3 separate regions of the Mus musculus genome follow, and regions 2 and 3 are each linked to region 1. The links are chromatin contacts, called in public HiChIP or PLAC-seq and promoter capture Hi-C maps. All regions are on one chromosome and are shown on one strand. Each heading gives the region's core, a stretch centred on a gene start, on an enhancer-like site or on the middle of the called end of the contact. The rest is flanking DNA. Distances are from core to core; before and after follow the strand shown.

Region 1 (4,385 bases), core at 176-2,675:
AAGTGAGAGTTACTGTTTCCTCCTGGCCAGTTCAGAAAGGAGCAAAGGCACAGTCAGCTATTGGATGGATCACAGGGCCCCCAATGGAGGAGCTAGAGAAAGTAACCAAGGAGCTAAAGAGATCTGCAACCCTGTAGGTACAACAACATTATGAACTAACCAGTACCCCGGAGCTCTTGACTCTAGCTGCATATGTATCAAAAGATGGCCTACTCAGCCATCACTGGAAAGAGAGGCCCATTGGACACGCAAACTTTATATGCCCCAGTACAGGGGAACGCTAGGGCCAAAACGTGGGAATGGGTGGGTAGGGGAGCGGGGGAGGGGGGGAGGGTATGGGGGACTTTTGGGATAGCATTGGAAATGTAATTGAGGAAAATACGTAATAAAAATATATATATAATTTAAAAAAAAAGAAAAGAAAAGAAAAGAAAAGAAAGGAGCAAAGAAAAGAAGGCCATGATCCCTTAAGGACAGGTCCACCTCCTGAAGCCTCTACTGCCTTAGAACAGTTGCAGGCCAGGGACTAAGCCCTTCTCAGCATGTCACCTGAGGAACATTTCCAAGCCAAACCCTAGCAACCTAACCTACAGAACATCCTACTTTAAATTCTCTGTAAACTATGGTTGTTTCCCTCCTGATTTCAGGGCTGATCAGAGCTTCAGCTTCTGCTACTATCCAGCATCAAAACAAAAACAAACAAACAAAAAAAACTGTACTATACACAGCTAGTCTGGGAAAATATCCACATTCCAAACTTGAATGAGGGTCTCTACAAAGATATAACACTTTTGCAGAACTGTAAAATCAAAATGTTTTAATACAGCTATGAGATGTCAGGAGCCTTACAAAGTGTTTTGTGCCGTTTTGAAACCAAATCTCCTCACCACTCAGAAAACGTTCCAGCTGAGCCACATCAGTACAGCCTCGGGATCTATAACACTTAATTAGAATAGCTCATGAAAGATACTTGCCTAGATTTAATTATAAAGGCTCCTTTACTCAATATCTAATATCCATTTGGGGAATACAGCATAGACTGAGAATTATTCTATGATTGACTCACAGAATCAACTCAATGCACAGTTGTCAACAGAATAAGCCACTTCACGATACTGTTTATATGCAACTTTACCCAAACTTTACACTTTCCTTCTAGAAACATGAGGCTCTTGCTTTTAGAATGCCCATATGCTCTCTGGCAGACATGCACGCCAGCCCCCATGTCCTCCAGAAGGCTTTAACATGGGCTCCAACTCAAGAGAAAGCATCAGACGCAACTCCAAGATGACTATGTTCAGGTAAGAAGTACACTTCTCCCTTTGCTGCTCCAACCAGGCAGCCACCATGATGGCCACACAGAAGCAGCACAGACAGAGAAAGGCAGCTGAGATCGAGACTGGAGATCGAGGAGTCTGAAGTCCAATGGAGCAAAGCAATACCTAGACAGGCTCAGTGCCACTGGCACACTGATTAGCCCTCCACAAGCTCATAAGTGATCACATTACAAGTTTATTTCCAAGTTCATAGCTGTACAAATTGACCTTTGAAATTAAGCAAGAACTCAATGGTGTGATTGATATTCTTCTCTGGTCTTCACAGACATGGCAATGCAGCAGGAAAGAGGACTGCACAGGAGCCCACACCCCAAAGCTCCTGTTTCAAGTGCACAGCAGTGAAGACTATCCACAGAGAACAGGACGACAGCTGAGAAAACATGAACAGCAATCACCTCATGAAGTCACAACGAGAAAACCACACGATGCCACACAGTGGAAAACCACACAAGGACATGCACTGCTGACCAACTATGAGCAGCTTCTTGGTAAATGAGAAACACCAAATGCAAGGGCCAGGTCACCCAGGAGTCTGGGACGAGACGCCCACTGGTTAACAACAGGCTAGGGTGGAGTTGCCTGTTCTTTGCTTCAGCTACTATAGCTTTTGGAGTCAAAATCAGAAGCAGAGTCGATGATTGGCCTGCTGTACATGTCTACACCATGATCATAAGATCCAGACACGGATCCAGAATGCACAATGCCAACTGGGAGCCACTAGGAAATTGCTAGTGAGGAGAACTGAGTATTGTCTTGTTGACTGTCTTGGGGGCTTATGGGAAGAGGCAGGGGACAGAGGGAGAATGAGAGAAAACCCAGAAAAGAGGAAAGCAAAGAAGAGGAAGCAGGAGGGAAGGGGATGAAAGGAACAGGCCTTTTAAACCTTCATCACAAACAGAACTCACAGTCCAAAACTCCAGATCACATGACAAACAAAGCAAGCATCCACAACACAGCAGCAAATAAAATAGTTCAGAAGAAATTAATTTTACCAGTCTGGCAAAATCTTTCAAATGCTTTAATTTTTCACAAATTAAACTAGAAACATTTCATAATTTCTATACTTCTATATATACATCTATGAATCACCATGTAAACTTTTCCTTTGGTATGTTAACAAGATTGAGACATTGCTAGATTCCTGACATCTAAACATCCATTCCCCATTCTGTGCATTTCTAGTACACTACAGATAACAAGTAATAAACAGGGTCTTGAATTTCAATGGCCACCCCGATCACATTAATAAATACCGAAGGCCCTAGTGAAGCATACCTTTGGGTGCAGCTGTGAGCCAGATGTGAGTGACACCACACCATGGACTGAATAAAAAGAGAAGAAGCCATCTGAGAACTGATGTTCCTTTCTCAGCTTCCTAGTTGATGCCACAAAACAAGTCACTCCCATTGCCATGCTGGCCCCCTGTGTGGAATACTTTGGGGCAGGAATTTGGTCATAGGAATGAGAAAGGAAACCAATACGACATATAACCAACAATGCTGGCACAGGTCACTGCTACATACACAGTGCCTTGTAAACACTAGAAAATCAGAATCAAGCTAAGCTGTGTTTTCTAATATTTGATTACTTTTACCAATAGGTAGGATTTCCAGTCCTCCTTAAATACATGCTTAGAGAAAAATAAGGCCACAATTAGTTCTTATTTCACATCACAAGGTATGATAACATTAGAGTACACTCATTTCTTTGAAAGTGTCATTCAAAAATCACTATGTGTATATATTGCTAGAGATCAAACTCCAGGTGGGTTATTCACAACAGGCGAACACTTGACCACTGAGCTGCACCCCCAGCCCCAACTTCTGATCTGTAAAAAGTGATTTTAGAAATCTGCCCTTTACAATAATGGGAGAGTATGTCCCAAGACCTTAATTTTTTGCTAATGGCTCAGCAGGTAAGAGCTCTTCCAAAGATCCTGAGTTCAATTCCCAGCAACCACATGTTGGCTCACAACCACCCGTAATGAGATCTGATGCCCTCTTCTGGTGAGTCTAAACACAGCTACAGTGTACTTATTTATAATAATAAATAAATCTTAAAAAAAAAAAAAAAAAGAATTTTTGCTGCAAAAGCCAAGTTGTTAGATGTTGATATAGTAAACAGAAGACCAAGACCTGTACTTGGCTGGGGCTGTTAGGTAGGCTTTGCTATCCAGGTGAGAGAATAACAACAGGAAAAATAACAATGTCCTTTTTTATACTAAAAATTTAAGACCAAAAGAGTAAAATGTTCTAAGTCTCTCTTTGGGCTTTTTTTTTTTTTTTTTTTAAGTTCTGGCGAGTTCAGGACATGTAGCTTAGAGAGAGCATTTGGCAGGCATTTAGGAAACCCTGGGCTCAATTTCCATTGCAAAAGAAGAAGAAAAGAAGTTGGAACATCCTGTTAAATGGCCAGTTACATGAACATATAAATTAATCTAATAATTCATACATGAAGATATTAATGCCAAGGCTTTTCTCCTGTCTGGATGCAATTTCTGCCCAATTCCTGGATAAAGTCACAGTCCCTCTTCACTGGAATGACTGGCTTACCCTTAACACCAGGGGGTTTAAACCATCAGTCATTTAAGCAGCTTTGCTGGGTTTTGACAATTTAGCCTGCTGAGCTCACAGCTCCCAAGGCAGGGTGTTGGTTGTAAGTTTGACTTCTGTTGCTGCTGACCACTATCACAAAGTGCATAGATAATGGACTTCACTAACCACCACCCGCAGGTTAACACTTCCAGCATTAGCCATAATGCTGCTTTAATTAAGTTAATAAATAAAGGTCACAGTTCTATACAAAGTTTTATTAAATTTGACAGTGTTTACAATTTTTAAAAAACCGTGTGTTCATCTGTACAGTGCCACTATAAATTTGTCTACAGATAAAATACAGTTTGCTTATGGATTTATGCTGTATTTCAATTTATTTTCTAAAGGAATTCAATTTATTAGCTTCTTTTCCCCAAAATATGTACATTTCTAACTGATGGTTTCATGGCAGATGGCTCTAAGCATGCTGGGCACAGAATGGGTCTACCTGGCA
Region 2 (4,623 bases), core at 1,045-3,544, 280 kb before region 1:
AGTCAGATCCCACAAAATGCACCAGAGAACTGACTGTCGAGCTGTCCTCTGACCTATATTTTGACCTTCACACTGTCCCCAAGGCACACATGTGCCTGTACTCACACTCCCACAGCAGCTTTTTCTCTACAGAATTTTGAGTATAATATTGTCCACTAAATGGAAAGGATTTGGTAGCTGGGCATGGCAGCACCAGCCTTTATTCCCAGACCTCAGCAGGCAGAAGCAAGCAGATCTCTAGGAGCTTGAGGCCAGCTCCTAGTGAGTTCCAGGCTAACCAGGACCATTAAGCAAAACCCAGTCTCATAAAAATAATAATTAACTGTTTAAAAAAATAAATAAAAAGAAGGTGAAAGGATTATGTGGCCAAAACAACTTAGAGAAGAGCTTTCTACATTCTCTCTCAGAAATTCAAATTAGACACTGACTTAGTAAAGACTGGGAAGTGGAAAAAGAAAAATTATGACTTCATTTAACCTACTACTTATATAAATTTATGTAAGATACAGTGTTTCTTTTTAAGTGAGTTCCTCTTAGGGGGAAGCTGCTACATTAATTGCACTAACAGCAATTCTTAGAATTGTGTGCAAATTTATAGCCAATAGAGTTAAAGTTGTAAACCTAGGGTGTCCCATTTAGTGACTCTGTTTTCCCTGTTATAACAGGATTTGATACAGATAACTCCCCATCCCCAAAAATCAAACCTCTGGGGTGTGATATCTCCAATCTGGAGGTCCACTCAATTAAAGCAACAGAAGCTACTTCTTTGGGCACTTTACTGATGATTACTAGCTCTGTAAAGTTACATCCTCAGGTCCTTAATTGCTTCTACTGCACAGATAAGTTATCAGCGTTGCTGAGGCTTCTACCTTACTTTCATTCCTTTTCTCATTTGTGAATATTTTCTATTTCAGATAATTTAGGCAACATAACTCATTTGTTTAATATGTTTATATATTTTTCTAGCAGGTTATAGGATGCATGCCTAATGTCTGCCCATTCCAAAAAGACCAGATGATCAACACAGGAGCATGAAGGATTTTCACTCTAAGTTTAGTATCCTAGGTTCAGCATTCTGTGTGTGTGTGCCTGCATGTGCAGTATCCTATATATGTCACCCCAGCCTTAATTTCATGTCACAATTCAGGTCCATATTGCATCCTTCCATGGTAATTTACTGATCACAATCTCAATGGCTTGCAGATGTTGTTCTGTTACATGGAACTCCCCCGGTTCTTTATGAAAACCCTGCTGTCTATGGACTGAATGGAAACACTGTGAGGAGTATACAGTCTTTTGCCACAATAGGCTTTGGTCCCAGTATTTTCCACGTGGAGCCCTCTGAGAAGGCAGTATGCATATGTATACGAGCTTTGCTTCCTACCTCTGCTATTAGCTAACTGAACTTGAGGACAGCAAACCCTAGACTTTCCAGTGATCCCTCAACATCTAGGTGAGAAAAAACGGAGAGGGACAATCAGACTCCCCTCTTGGGAATGACAGAAGGAATGGTTGCAGGGAGAGCATGATCTAAACAGTGGCCATGGACACAACAACATGTATCCATCTGTAATGCCTTCCTAAGGGCTTGGGTGACCAGTCTTTCCTAAAGGTATATCCTGACAGTATGTTTAGAAAATGTGAATGAATTTCTTGCAAATGATATAAACAAAACAATTCCTTAAGAATCCTTAGCATTGTAAGCATAGATGGAAGAGGAGTGCTAACTCTTGTAACTCCTACCATGGGTCATCTCTATGGATTGGCTCCCCCGAAGGCCCTGACCTATGAAGTATTTGAACTTTACTCAGGCAGCCAGTCTGCATGTGGCTGTCAGCTCGGTTCAAATACGGGATAGATCTCAGAAGACCTAACTAGAAATTTAGGAAGTGCCCTGTCTTGTCACGAGTGCTGCCAAAGCAAGTTAGTACAGTAAATACAAGAGATGGCAAGGAGTGCAAGAGTAAAAGATTGCTGTGTGGCCAGTGCTTGAAGTAAAGTGTCTGATGTGGACGGACAGACAGACACACGGCACCAGGCCCCATGACCTTACTGCTGTCGAGAAAGCCATGAGTGGCTGGTGTTTCCCTTCTGAACACACCACACCACTCACTGTCTTTCAGTCCTCACTCCCTCTGCTTCCACTGTGAGACAGGAAAGAGAAAGGGAGGACAGGAGGGGAAGAATGAGGGGAGAATTCAGTGTGAAACTGAAATCACCACAGGCCTGCATTTCTCAGAACAAACCTAGATCTAATCAAAGAATGCATCAGATAGGCAGGAAGGAAACGCAGTGCCACCAAGCCTAAGTAGGCAGAGCGCTGAACACTGGGCCTCTCTGAAGGGCTCCCCACAGAATCACTTGGGAGCTGCCTCAGATGGAAACAGCCCATGTGTGAACAATTTCAGTGGAAGTCATTTCCCACTCCTGTCTGTAAATTTGGAACTATGTAGAGGTCACCAATAGTAAGAGTGGCATCTTAGAAAACTCTACATATGCAGATACACCCACATACAAGAAAGGGCAAGTTCAAACACTTCCAATGAGGTCTTGGTAACCCAGTCAGGTTTTTAATCTCTGAGCACATTGTTTGGAAATTTAGAGTGGCAGTGCAGAAGTTATCACAATGCATCAAGACGGCAGGTACACTAGGTGAGTCTGTCTAAGCCTGGCTTGGTAAATTTAGTTTTTTATTTTGGGAGGCCATAATCCCTATGTATCTAAGCATTTTCCTTAACATGGGTCAGAGAGTCAAGTGTTTCGTGAGAACCTCAGTCGACTCATGTCAAACAGTGTGAATTTGCTACTGACTTAAAATAGGGCCAGAGTTCTTGCCATTTCAGCCTGAGGATCATAAACACAATGGCCACCTGAGACCACAGAGCCGGATATGAGCTACTTATAGTAATACTGAGCCAGGGAACAAGAATAGCAGGAAAACAGCCCATTTTCTTGTGGTGAGGGCCTTTGAAGTAAACTATTTCTTAAACATACTATGAAGTTCAAAACATAAGTCTTTGAAGGCAGGTTATCCTCCTCAGCACAGTGACCACTGCTAATCAATTACTTCCTTTTCCTCTTGGATTTTATTTGTGAAACTGAGACCCATATTGTTGTTCTTTATCTAGGAAACCCACTGACACAAAGTGCTACAGCATTCTTGGACTCATGTCCCAAGATGGAAAAAGCAGCAAGACCTAGCTCAGAGATTCCCTACAGTACAGGAGATGTGCATATCCCCTGCTGTTCTGTCACAGTTTGGCACACCTTCACATCACAGAGCTATGGAAAAAGAAATGAAATAAGGGCCGTGGAGATGCTCAGGGAATAGAATCCTGCTGTCAAGCATGGTGACTTGAGTATGAATTCCCTGGGACATCCACCAAAAAGTTGGTGTTGTAATGCCTATAATTCCAGGGTCAGGGAGGTAGAGGCAGGAGAACCCATGGGACTTGCTGGTTCACTAGTCTAGCCAATCAATACTACCAGGTTCAGTGAGAGAGATCCTGTCTCAAAAAATAAATGAATAAACAGAAGAATGATGGAGGAACACACTGATTTTGACCTCTGGCTTCTGTGAAGGTATGCATCTGCATATGAATATGCACGTAAGTGCACACACACACACACACACACACACACACACACACGCATCCATACACAATGAAAAAGCATATCTTAAATGTCAAACAATCAAGAATATATGTCTTCATTTTTTAAATTAAAAACAAATTATCAGCTGGGATTAATCAGCTGGGTGTGATGTTGCACACCTTTAATCCCAGCTCTTGTGAGGCAGAGGCAGGCAGCTCTCTGAGTTTGAAGCCAGTCTACTCTAAATTGAAGTGAGTTCTACGACAGCCAGGGCTACACAGAAACCCTGCCTTGATAAACAAAACAAAACAAAGCAAAACAAAATTATCTCCAATATTTTCCAATTCATGACTCAGGGCTAAGATTGGTTTCAGCAATCATCTAATACTTCTCAATAAGATGCTGTGGATGGACCAATAACAGTTCAAAAGAAAACTCACAGGCTGACAGCTAATTTCTTCAAATCCATCATTAACTTCACAGTCTTTAGGTGGGAAATACGCAATGAGAACAAAAGTCCCAGTGAGCCAGCTTGTGTGGTTAACAGGTTAGGTATGATGGCAGGCATCACTGAGGCTGGAAGGCAGTCCAACAAAGAGTGTGCTGATGGATAGAGCCAGAGCCTGGACAGCACATGGCTGAAGCCTTTTCAGAGTGGCCAGGAACGGCAGGAAGCTTCTTAAAATCTAGAAATACATCAAAGGCCTGATGCAGATTAAGCTCTCCCCCATCCCCTCTTTTTTTTCCCTGGAAGCTTCACTTTTGTTCCTAATATAGAGACTTAGATGGCGTCTCTTCAGATCATAGAGCAAGTCATGCTTTTAATGATGGACTAAAAATTATAAAAGTCAAAGATGCCTTTTTCACCCCTGCTCTTTTGTTCCCCTTTCGGTGAATTCAAGAAAATATCAGTCTAGGCCAAATTTATCTCTTGCTAACAATGAAGATTATGGAGTAAGCCAAGTGAAATCACAATACAAAGACAAATTTGGATGATTTGGTCACGATTTAATCCCATTATTAGAAACA
Region 3 (4,375 bases), core at 1,108-3,607, 300 kb before region 1:
AAAGTGGAGCTTCCCTTACCTCTCACACTCCACCAGCCCTCAGCCATTTTAACTGCAGAACTGCAGTTACAAGCAGCGTTAGCATTTCTTCTGACAGCTTCACTAAGTTCTCTACCGTGAGTCCAAGGAGAGGTCCTTGCCTTGTGACTGCAGATTTCGAGCAGAGATTCTGGGAGGAGCTGGCACACCCCTCACCCTGTGTCCAGCTTCAGTATTTGTGGTTCAGGACACTCTTCACAAATATTAGTAATTCAAGAGAAAACAGTTTTCCCACAGTACAGCAGCATAGAATATGAAAGGAAGTTCTTCCAGGAATAAAAAGATGTGTGTTGCACCTGACCAGCCAGCCACATGCACAGACACACAGCGTTCATAAAGAAGGTGAGTGTGAAGCCAGGAACTCTGGCTTCAGGAGTACTTACAGCAGGCCCTGTTCTCTGTACACATTCTGCAGCCATTCTCCAATACCCACACTGAATTGATAATGGGTGCTTTTAATCTGAGAGCTCCCTGCCAAGCAAGACTGGGTTTAGGCTCTTGTTGATCACTGGCTTTTCCCAAGCAAACTTGCTGACCACATAATGAAAAGTAGGAAGGGCAACAATAATGCCAGAAGACTGTATTTATTAAGAGGTAAGAAGGCTGCACTTGCACTGCCTTGCTTACCAGTTAAGCAATCATAAGTGGGTAAATAGAGCTAGGATGGAGCAAATGGGGGCAGCCTCCCAGGCAAGAGCTGACCCACACCTTCTGCCCATCTTGGTCTTAGATGTCAGAAAACTAGGATTGAAGGTAAATACCCTCTTATGAGGACAAAAAAGCACAAATGTGATGCTCTAATTATAGCCACAATTAGAACTGGCAAGCTGGGGCTGGCAGTATATAGACTGGGTGGCTTCCAGAAAAACAAAACAAACAAACAAGAAGAAAGAAAGAAAACCCCAGAGGGTAGAGGTAACCACAACCACAACAACAAAAAGCGAAAAAGGAAAAAGAAAAAGAAAAAAAAAAAAAACTTCACTGCTCACTAGCCTGCACATTTAGATACAAGATTTCACTGACTGCTCTGATAATATCTGATAATACAATGTGCATTTGTGCCTGTTAATGCCAAAACCAGTGAAGAGCCCATTTCCACCCCCCAATCCTGTATGAAAACCCTGGGAGCTCTGCAGCACTGCACAAGTCAGCCTCTAACTTTCACACCTCACCTCTCCCACCATCGCCTACCGCTGACCTCAGGTACTGCTGTCTGCAGGAACATCCGTGAAAGCAGCTAGGCAGAACTACCTGGCCCTTTGTGTTTTCTACAAAAGTAGATAGCTCTCCTGTATCACCAGGGGAAGATATTTTTAAGTCAGTTTCCCAGTTGAATGTTAATTGGGAACTAATGAACAATCCAACTTGATCATTCTTATTCTGTATTTTTCTAGAAGCCAATGTCCCCTCCATGGATTTTTCTAAGTGTTAACATGATGCTCTATCTGTATTAATAAAAAAAAAAATCAGGTGCTATCTCAACATAATGATTATAGAAAATTAGGCAAAGTCCAGTGGCTTCAGTCAGATTCACAGTAGAATTAGCACATAGCCCATGAAAGTGGTTCCACAAGTACTTAAGGGCCTCTGGGAATCTCCCAGTTGCATTTTCAACCATTTTTTACTTTTGCTTCTAAGCAGCTGATTGAAGAAAAAGAAAGAGAAAGAGAAAAAGAAAAAGAAAGATGTATGTATCCTACACATTTGTCCACAGCAAGTTATGGGACTGAGCAGATAAGGGATATAATATAGCTCTGCTATTAAAAAGTCAAGAATAAAGCTTCCAGTTATGAATTTCACTTTCCACCTTACAACAGTGGGCTGATTTTGAACAGATTATAGGATTAAGGCTTCCTTAATTTTCCTCCCCAGTTAGACATTTAGTTCAGAAATCCTGCAACTAGAAACCCCTGTCAGGGTTAATATGTTCTGGCATGAATTCCTCAAGCATGCTTCATATCTAGAGGGCCAGGGAATAAGGAACAATGCAAAGTAAATGTAAATTTTACAAATTTGAGAAAGAAGAGAATGTCTGTCCTCATTTCTATTCCACGCCCCTACACCCCCACCCCTACACACACACAAGTTGGGAGGAGGCACTGTCACCCACACAACTCAGATGTGAAGTAGGTATACAGAGTGAATGCACACCTGTACCATGAGCGTCCTGTGGGTTAGAAGAGGCCACTGGGAGCGTGCTCCTGTCGGTGCCATTGTTCTGTAGGGGAAGTCTGAGCCCAGCATATCCCTCACACAGAAGTACTCTTACCATGTCTCCAGGCTTGACAGAAACGGCCACCACCACTCCAGGCATCGGGGAGCACAGAGTGCTGCTGGTGTCCTTGGGCACTTTTTCAAGCATGAATTTGTTCAGCTCTGCAGCAAGCTTGGTTAAAATGTGCACTTTGTACTTGAAAGAGAAAAAGCACAACAGAGGTCAAATGACGAATATCATCTAAAACAGCACTTATTCAAAATCTGCTTTTAGCTTTAAACTAAAATTACAATAATATCCTTTAAAGTCAAACATTCTAAAACCCTCCACATAACATTATTCATAACGGAGACAGGTTTTTTAAAGGAATTACTCATGATTAATTAGTGATATATAAAAAAGTATCACAGATCTTTAAGAAAACCATCTCAGAACTTTGTAAAGGAAAACAGTAAGGATTTTGCTTGAGGAACACTGCCGAGTGAGTGAGAGATCGAGCAGTGCAAAGCAGAGGAACCAGATCCTTTGAGTCCCTCAGCCTCAGGGAAAAGGCAGTGACACCGAGTGCATACCAGTAGATGGCAGCAGATTGCTGTCGCACGCCTCCCACACCTCTGAAGCAGCTACACCATGTAGATTATTAAATAGAGACAAAGGCTTCAGTGTTCATTTTGAGAAAAGAAGAGAAAAGTCCTTAACGTTCAAATATTTCTCAGTGACATAAAATGTTATATTCACATCAAAATGTTTTTCCTTTTAGGCACATTACCATGTAGCCTTTTCTCATATGACAAGCCAGCTAGTAGAAAGACAAGATGTAATGAGAATATCTTTTGGGCCGAGATATGATAGCACCAAGATTTGTAAAACACGGAAAATGCCAGGCACATCAGTTTTCATGGCATAGCAAAGGTGGATGGCCAACAAGTCAATCTTAACATTTCTAATACAGACAATACCTACTGGACAGGAAACATCCCAGATAAATATATGAACCACGATTCGCTCTACCCAAACAGAAAATAAAACGCTTTGAGGTAGGGAATTGGTTTCTGGTTCCCACCAGATCCGGTCTCTCTGGGGAGGACAGAAGCAGCACCCACTGGGCAGCTCCATTTTGTTGGAGGAAAGCTGCTGTAACTCAAAGCCTCCTGTGGGCATCATGCTGGCAGGGAGGCCGAGGCAGAATCTGATTCCCACTTTGATTCTGCCTGGGGACAGTGGCACTCTCCAAGTGGCTCTTTACAGGGCCTATTTAAAGCAGGTGGGGGAGGCCCCACAGAAGAGCTTTGATAGCCTAGGTTCCAAGCAGATTTTCGACACTGTGACAGGTTGAATAATAACATCTTCTGGGTGTTTCTTTACTCCTGAGTGTGTGTTTTGCAATCAAGACATAGAAATGTCTGCCAGTTCCTGAAGGATATGATCCTTAAGTGAAATTACAGCACAAATAAAAGCTTTTTGCTCCTATTAAAATTCATCTGAGTCATAAATGACAAGGGAAAAGCAGGCTGCTGTCAGTCTGACGACACCCTGGGCAGAGGGACTACGCATCACCCATGAATTGTACTTCCAAGGCCCTCATTAAATCCTTGGGAACCAAGGGGGGACATAATTGGGCCAAATTGCACAGTTTTAGTATCTGTGCTCTATCTCCCTTGGAACAGAAAGTCCGGCAGCACTAGAGGCTCGTGTGTACCGGGCAGTAAGTCCAGCAGCACTAGAGGTACGTGTGCATCAGGCGGGTTTCATTTCTAGCAGCATCACTAGGGTGTCACTACTACGTGACCAGCTGGCATTCTGCCCCAGGGATTAGTTTTCACTGTAGCATTCAGATCTATTTTCCCCCTGGTTTTCTTTAACTTCAAAATATGAATTTAGGAAAAGTATATACTGAGAATACAATTTAACAGCTTTTCACCACAGCAAATAGGCTTAAGAACCAATACTTCAGCTATCTCACAACTAAGCCTCAATGTGAACAAAGCTAAGGCTGTCTTCAGACCATTTCTCCTGAGAGGCCCAGATCCTGACAAAAAACTGGGTCCCTTACTATTTTTATAACTTTCATATCTTCTAAATTCCTTTCTCTGTAGGGCCCCTGCTTTGCTTGGAAAGAGA

What was found. HiChIP or PLAC-seq counts read pairs in DNA pulled down with a chosen protein or histone mark. Capture Hi-C pulls out chosen DNA fragments and counts their contacts.
Region 2: a contact with region 1 is called in an H3K27ac HiChIP or PLAC-seq map of large pre-B cells, with 3 times the contacts expected there. The contact joins two enhancer-like sites. A contact is called at or near these places in 1 of 484 Hi-C or Micro-C datasets (the G1E-ER4 cell line) and 4 of 115 datasets of contacts at active chromatin or transcription factors (the 230-238 cell line, CD8 T cells, T-cell acute lymphoblastic leukemia and 1 more).
Region 3: a promoter capture Hi-C map of liver shows a contact between it and region 1, with 4 times the contacts expected there. The contact joins two enhancer-like sites. A contact is called at or near these places in 1 of 15 datasets of contacts at CTCF or cohesin (pro-B cells), 16 of 484 Hi-C or Micro-C datasets (CD8 central memory T cells, the G1E-ER4 cell line, the HL-1 cell line and 6 more), 3 of 115 datasets of contacts at active chromatin or transcription factors (embryonic basal ganglia, embryonic stem cells and large pre-B cells) and 2 of 9 other capture datasets (embryonic stem cells and liver).

What each region holds. Positions count from the first base shown.
Region 1 is chr14:122,571,646-122,576,030 of GRCm38.p6, reverse strand. All of the region lies in intron 4 of Pcca (propionyl-Coenzyme A carboxylase, alpha polypeptide), which reads right to left. Among named protein-coding and RNA genes, the nearest start is that of Pcca, 40 kb to the right of the region's middle. Within about 2 kb of position 1,425, at least 19 of the 459 cell types and tissues checked have an H3K27ac peak or open chromatin away from gene starts, as enhancers often do. A contact at or near this core is called in the 230-238 cell line and liver, where this site is marked.
Region 2 is chr14:122,850,357-122,854,979 of GRCm38.p6, reverse strand. All of the region lies in intron 21 of Pcca (propionyl-Coenzyme A carboxylase, alpha polypeptide), which reads right to left. Among named protein-coding and RNA genes, the nearest start is that of Gm46488, 58 kb to the left of the region's middle. Within about 2 kb of position 2,294, at least 45 of the 459 cell types and tissues checked have an H3K27ac peak or open chromatin away from gene starts, as enhancers often do. A contact at or near this core is called in the 230-238 cell line, where this site is marked.
Region 3 is chr14:122,874,838-122,879,212 of GRCm38.p6, reverse strand. It overlaps Pcca (propionyl-Coenzyme A carboxylase, alpha polypeptide), which reads right to left. Exons shown (of 24, transcript NM_144844.2): 22 at 2,309-2,449. Among named protein-coding and RNA genes, the nearest start is that of Gm46488, 34 kb to the left of the region's middle. Within about 2 kb of position 2,357, at least 23 of the 459 cell types and tissues checked have an H3K27ac peak or open chromatin away from gene starts, as enhancers often do. A contact at or near this core is called in liver, where this site is marked.